2 separate regions of the Anas platyrhynchos genome follow, and region 2 is linked to region 1. Evidence: chromatin contacts called from public Hi-C data. All regions are on one chromosome and are shown on one strand. Each heading gives the region's core, a stretch centred on a gene start, on an enhancer-like site or on the middle of the called end of the contact. The rest is flanking DNA. Distances are from core to core; before and after follow the strand shown. Region 1 holds the start of ERBIN (erbb2 interacting protein). Region 2 overlaps ERBIN (erbb2 interacting protein).

Region 1 (2,700 bases), core at 140-2,639:
TTGTATCTTGTCCATGTAATATGTCTTCAGGAGCAGTGGCCTTGCTATCTATAGTTTCAGTAATCTTTGGCCAGGCATTTATTTTTGATGGCTAAAACTGTAAGTGAAATGGCGTCTTACATTGAAACTAACGTTACAATTACGGTAGGTCCATCATGGGAACAATAGTTGCTATAAATTTCCCACACCCATCTGTTACCCAGCTGCATTAATAGATGCATTAGGCAATTTGCAGTAAACTTTGCCAAAGAGCAATTTCACACCAAAAACAGCCACAATAATCTCATGCGTAACACAGGTGCCTCGTAGAGCTCGTGATGGAGGGGATCTGTGGCAGAATGGCACTTGTATTCATCACGATAAGGATTACTGGTCGTTAGGTAGGAATGATCATGAGGTTGCGAGACAAAATATTAGCAACTTTGTTAAGAGCCCCGGTGTAGCGCCATACAGTGAGGAACTCTGAATTTGTTGTCGGTGCTTTGAACTTTGGGGGCGGAAGCTCTCACGCTTGGCCTGAGTCCAGAGCCGAGTTATTTGAAGAGAACAGCTTATCCGAGCGACGGAAACAAATAAATAAAAGGAAGTTTGGGAAATATGTATTTATTGGAATGCATATACGTGTGTGTGTGTGTGTTTTTACCAGCTCCGGTGGCTATGTTTGATCCAGTTTAATTACTTGGACCTCGGCACAGGGGCAGTCCCCGAGGAGGGCGGTATGTGGAGATGGAGGAGAGGCGGTGAGTGCCGCTGCCCTCACGGAGAGGCACGCCTCTGGCTGCCTCGGGGTGCCCCCAGATACAAAGCAGTAACTCTGGCGGAGGTTACAGCCGCGTTAAACGCCGTGGGTACCGCGGACCCGCCCAGCCCCGCGTCGCTGCTCGGGGCTGAGGCGTTTTCGCCCAAAGCGCCCCGTCAGGAGCCGAGGGAGGCAGCCGCAGAGCCCCAGACGCTGGATTTGGGGGCTTAGGGGGCTTTTCACTTCAGGCTGGCCCCGAGCTGACACTCTGCTCCCCGCTGCTGGCCAGGGGCTCGCGTAAACGCCGCTCCCCAGCCTCCTGCCCCATTTCTCAGCGCGCAGCCCCCTCCGCAGCCCCCCGCCGGCCGCCCGGCGAGCGGCCCCCACCCCGCCCCCCACCTCGCCCCATTCCTCCACAGCGCGCTCCCGCCCCCCGCGGGCCGCCATTGGCTGCGGGCCCCGTCCCTCACAACCTTTCTGCCCGCCGATTGGCCGAGCCGCCGCCTCCCGCGCTCGGCCCCGCACCGGCTAGGGGCCCGGCGGCGGCGGCGGCGGCAGTGGCGGCGGCGGGAGGGGAGCGGGGGGGAGGGGATGCGCTGCGCTGCGCCGCCGCCGCCAGTGGGGGCGCTCCCGCCGCTCCCGGCCTGGGCCTGGGAGGCGGCGGCGGCGGCGGCCTCCCGCCCTCGTACGCCCCGCTGCCGTTGTCCGTGTGTCCCCATCCCTCCATCTGTCCGTCCATCCATCCGTCCATCCATCCATCCTGCCCCGGGGCACCGTCGCCGGGGCGAGCGGGCGGGGGGGAAGGCGGAGAGCACGGGGGGGAAGTGTGCGAGAGGAGGCGGGGAGAGGGCGGCGGCGGCGGCGGCGGGCGGGCAGGTGAGGAGGGGACGGCGGCAGGCAGCGGGAGGGCGGCCCGCGCCCCTCGTGCCCTTGGCGGCGGGGTGAGGGGCGCCGGGGAGCGGACAGGCGGCGGGACGGGGCCCGGGGGGCGCGCTCCGTGCGGGGCGGGGACCGCGGGGCACGGCCCGGGGCTGCCGCCGGGAGGAGCCCGGCTCGGCTGGGCTCGGCTGAGATCGGCACAGATCGGAAGCGATCGGCTGAGATCGGCTGGGCTCGGCTCTGCCCGCTCGGCTCTGCCCGGCTGGGCTCGGCTCGGCTCGGCTCGGCCCGGCCGCCCCCCCCCCCCCGCGCTCACTCTCAGCGCCCCCATCCTCGCCGAAAGCTGTTGCATCTTTTTTTTTTTTTTTTTTTTTTTTCTTCCCCCTCCACCCCTTTTTTTTTTTTTTTTTTCATCTCTCTCCTCCCTCCTCTCCTCCCCCTTCTCCCCCCCTCCCCGAAGGCGCAGGGCAGTCGGTGGTGGGATTTAAGACGTTTCCCCGGGGCGCCGGGGGACAGCGCTGCCCGCTGGAGCCGGCCGAGGAGGTGAGTGGGGGGGGGGCAGATTTGGGGGGGGGACAGCGGCTCGGTCCTGCCCCCGCCGCCACCGGAGGGGGTGGGGAGCAAGGAAGGAGTTCACGCTTCGTTTTTATATCCTGTTTTTTTTTGGCCTTTTATTTTTTTATTTTTATTTATTTTTATTTTTATTTTTTCCGCCCCGCGCAGCCCCTTTGTGCCCCGTCCGTCGCGGCGCGGGGGGCTCGGGGCGGGGGTCCGGGGGTGGGGTGTGTGTGTGTAGGGGGGGGACACGGAAAGTTTCCAGGCTCTCCTCGGGCACAGAAGTTTCTTTGTTCGGCCGGAGGAAGGCACTGAGCGGCTGCTGCTCCCAGACCTGCCCTGCGGAGCCGAGCCCTGCCAGCGCAGTGAAGTTGTGGGGCAACGAGGCGGTCCCGCAGGAGGTAATCGCGGCTTATTGCCCCCCTGCGCCTGCCTTTCACCTTGTTTTATTTTATTTTATTTTTTATTATTTTTTTCTGGGGCTAACCTCCGGCCCGTCCTCCTGAAAATCCTAAATTTCTTCTCTA
Region 2 (2,700 bases), core at 23-2,522, 47 kb after region 1:
GAGCAGGGAGACTCAGGCTATAGCTTCACATTAAAATGGTGAAATGGTTCCAAAAAACCTTTTCATAAATCTGTTCGCTATTGCTTGTTCTCTCCCCCTACTGCAGCACTTTGTTTCATTGTTTTGTTGTTTGTCTGAGTGTTTTCTGGTTTCATTCAATGAAGCAAATGACAAAAAACAGTCTGACTTTGAAAAAAAAAATCTCTACATTTTTTGTTTTGTTTTGTTTTCTAGAAGAGGTGGAAAGAAATAGCACGGGTGGGAGGCAAGAGGAAGTGAAAATACCTTAACTTGGTGTTGTCACCAAATGAGGTTTTGAAACCACAACCAGAGCATGCCAGTGGCATTTAACAAGAGGCAGTCTCCTCACAGTACAGCCTTTCTTTTGATGTTTCAGTTTCTTGTCAGAGTCCATCAGGCTCCAGAGCCATGCTTTCCTCTCACGAAGAGAGCAAGAAGGGTTGCTGTGGAGCAGGCATGTGGGTCAGGGTTTGTGGGTTGCACAGGAATCTCGCTGTCCCCTCCCCGCTGTGAGAGGAGAGATGCTTTTGGGGGATGCCCAAGCCAAACCGCCCCCTCCCCAGACCCTGGCTCTTTGCTTTCCTGTAAGAGCTGAGGATGTTCCCAGTTCCTTACAGTATGAAGATGTTTACAGTTTACCCGAATTCTTGAGGGCTAGAGCTCTTGTTGGCTGGAAGAGCTTGGTTTAAGTTGTGCTGGGAGTTGACACAATAGAGCCTCTTTTAACATCAAGCAAACGGCCTATATCTGGGCATGTGTTCTGGTGCATGTTGCTGCCTTTGGAAGAGAAAAGCCTGTAACATTTCTGAAGACAAATCAATTCGTGTTTTTCTTGCCAATGCCAGAAACTTCATTTTGTACCAATTTGCTGGTGTAGAAGTGATTTTTTTTTTGTTGTTTGTTTAGTGGAGTAAACAGGATTCATGAAAAACCATACAAACAACAACATTATTTTTTTCATAATTCTGTTTCAGTAATAATTTGTTGGGGCATCTGTCAGTTGGCCAGATAAGCCATCCCGAGTCTATCAGGCTGCTGTGCGTGCCACTGCCTGCCCTCCCCCCCCCCATTTTTTTTCTTTCCTGTGTTTACACATCCTCTGCTCTGTGGTTCTGTGCTCATCTGTAGGTAATGGAGTGGGCTAGAAGGAGCCTGACCAGATATTTTTGTGCCGGGTTGTTCTTGCCTTTCCCTATAAACATCTGATGGCTGGTTTCATTTTCAGCTCTGCTGCTGATGTAACTGGTAAACACCCTTCAGAGAGGCTGGGGGGGGAGGCTCCTTTCACCAGCTTACAGCATGAGCGGTCACATCCTGTTAGCATCAGACAGGAAATTTCAGCAACTAATGGCACAATAAAACTATTGCTTTTAATGCCAATTAACAGGGATTAGGAACAAAATTACTGTGAATTTAGATTCTACTTGTAAACAGCATGAGCTCAGAATTCTCAAAGCAACATGATAAGTGTGTGTGTGTTTTAAAATGTTTATCAAAACACAGCCAGACATGTGTTTAAACAAACATGTCCTGTGGTGTGCTGGTGCTGTTGGGCTGCCGGGCACTCGGGTGACGGGAGTGTGCGGGGAATTGCTGAGGAGCTCCAGGAAAGCAAGATGTTCCACTGGCTGACACGCTCCCCGAGTGCCTGAGTTATTAGTTTGTAGTGTGTATCCAAGCCTGCTGTTGGTCTTGTTTTCTTTCATTGATCATGGTCTTTCAATTTCAAACCAATGTGTTGCTTTTCTGCTTCCAGTAGTCTTATTCTGTTCAATGAAGATGTCTCACCATTTATGCATTCAGCCCACTGCTGTTTCAGTGTAGATTTGCCAGAATTACAGCGTTTGCTTTGCCCTAGATTCTCCAGTAATCTTGTCTGGATGTTGTATTAATTACACAGTATTCTCCAGTTGTTCCTTCACTGTTTATTAGCAAGTGTCACTGCTGAAATTCAGTCTCTAGTTAACAAGGTTGATAAGACTTAAACTAATTCAAGCAGCCTTCAAAGTCTTAGATGTACTGCAAGTGTATAGAAGGTTTTAAGTGATGGATGCTATTAAGATGCGATTTGACTTTATTTTGGTTGCTTTTATTTTTGCACCACAAAATTAAACGCTGTTTTGATAGCACCTCTTACAATTTTATTGATTCAAATACAATGGGAAGGCAAAATAAGGAAAACAAACTTTTCTGAAAATGGCAAACCAGCTGAAACTAGTTACTGTCTTTGTTAGACTTTGCTGCTTTGGTTCTGTTTTTGTGATGGCATGCTTTAAGTGTAACAAGGTGAGCTAATTTCTGGAAGTACGTTACTGTGGGGGAGTTACAGCTTTGCTCTTTAAATTGGAAGTCTTGATACATTAGTTGTATTAATTTCATAGTATGGTAAACTACTAGAAAAAGAAAAACTTTCTTCCTTTTATTTTTTAATGCAATAAGTACATGCAAAAATAGTAGGAGCACAAATGAGTAAAATTCAATGGCAAATAAGATGAGCAACAGCAACTTACAATTTTATTTATTTAAATAAATTGAATTGTTCTCTGTATGCAGCATGGGCATGGCTTCAAAACTGAAAAGTGGCATTTTTTTCTTTTTCGTATTTTCAGGCAAAGCTTATTCAGATGTGGATATAAATACTGTCTTTCGGTTTTTGGTTATTTTAGCAGCCTCCTAAAA

Evidence for each region. Hi-C and Micro-C count contacts between places; a contact is called where the count stands out from the background.
Region 2: a Hi-C map of small yellow follicle shows a contact between it and region 1, with 2.9 times the contacts expected there. The contact joins the enhancer-like site here to the promoter of ERBIN in region 1. A contact is called at or near these places in 3 of 8 Hi-C or Micro-C datasets (liver, small yellow follicle and subcutaneous adipose tissue).

The regions. Positions count from the first base shown.
Region 1 is chrZ:22,981,816-22,984,515 of IASCAAS_PekinDuck_T2T, forward strand. It overlaps ERBIN (erbb2 interacting protein), which reads left to right and starts at 1,390. Exons shown (of 28, transcript XM_072031772.1): 1 at 1,390-1,615; 2 at 2,079-2,161.
Region 2 is chrZ:23,028,884-23,031,583 of IASCAAS_PekinDuck_T2T, forward strand. All of the region lies in intron 3 of ERBIN (erbb2 interacting protein), which reads left to right. Among named protein-coding and RNA genes, the nearest start is that of ERBIN, 47 kb to the left of the region's middle. Within about 2 kb of position 1,273, at least 1 of the 8 cell types and tissues checked has an H3K27ac peak or open chromatin away from gene starts, as enhancers often do. A contact at or near this core is called in subcutaneous adipose tissue, where this site is marked.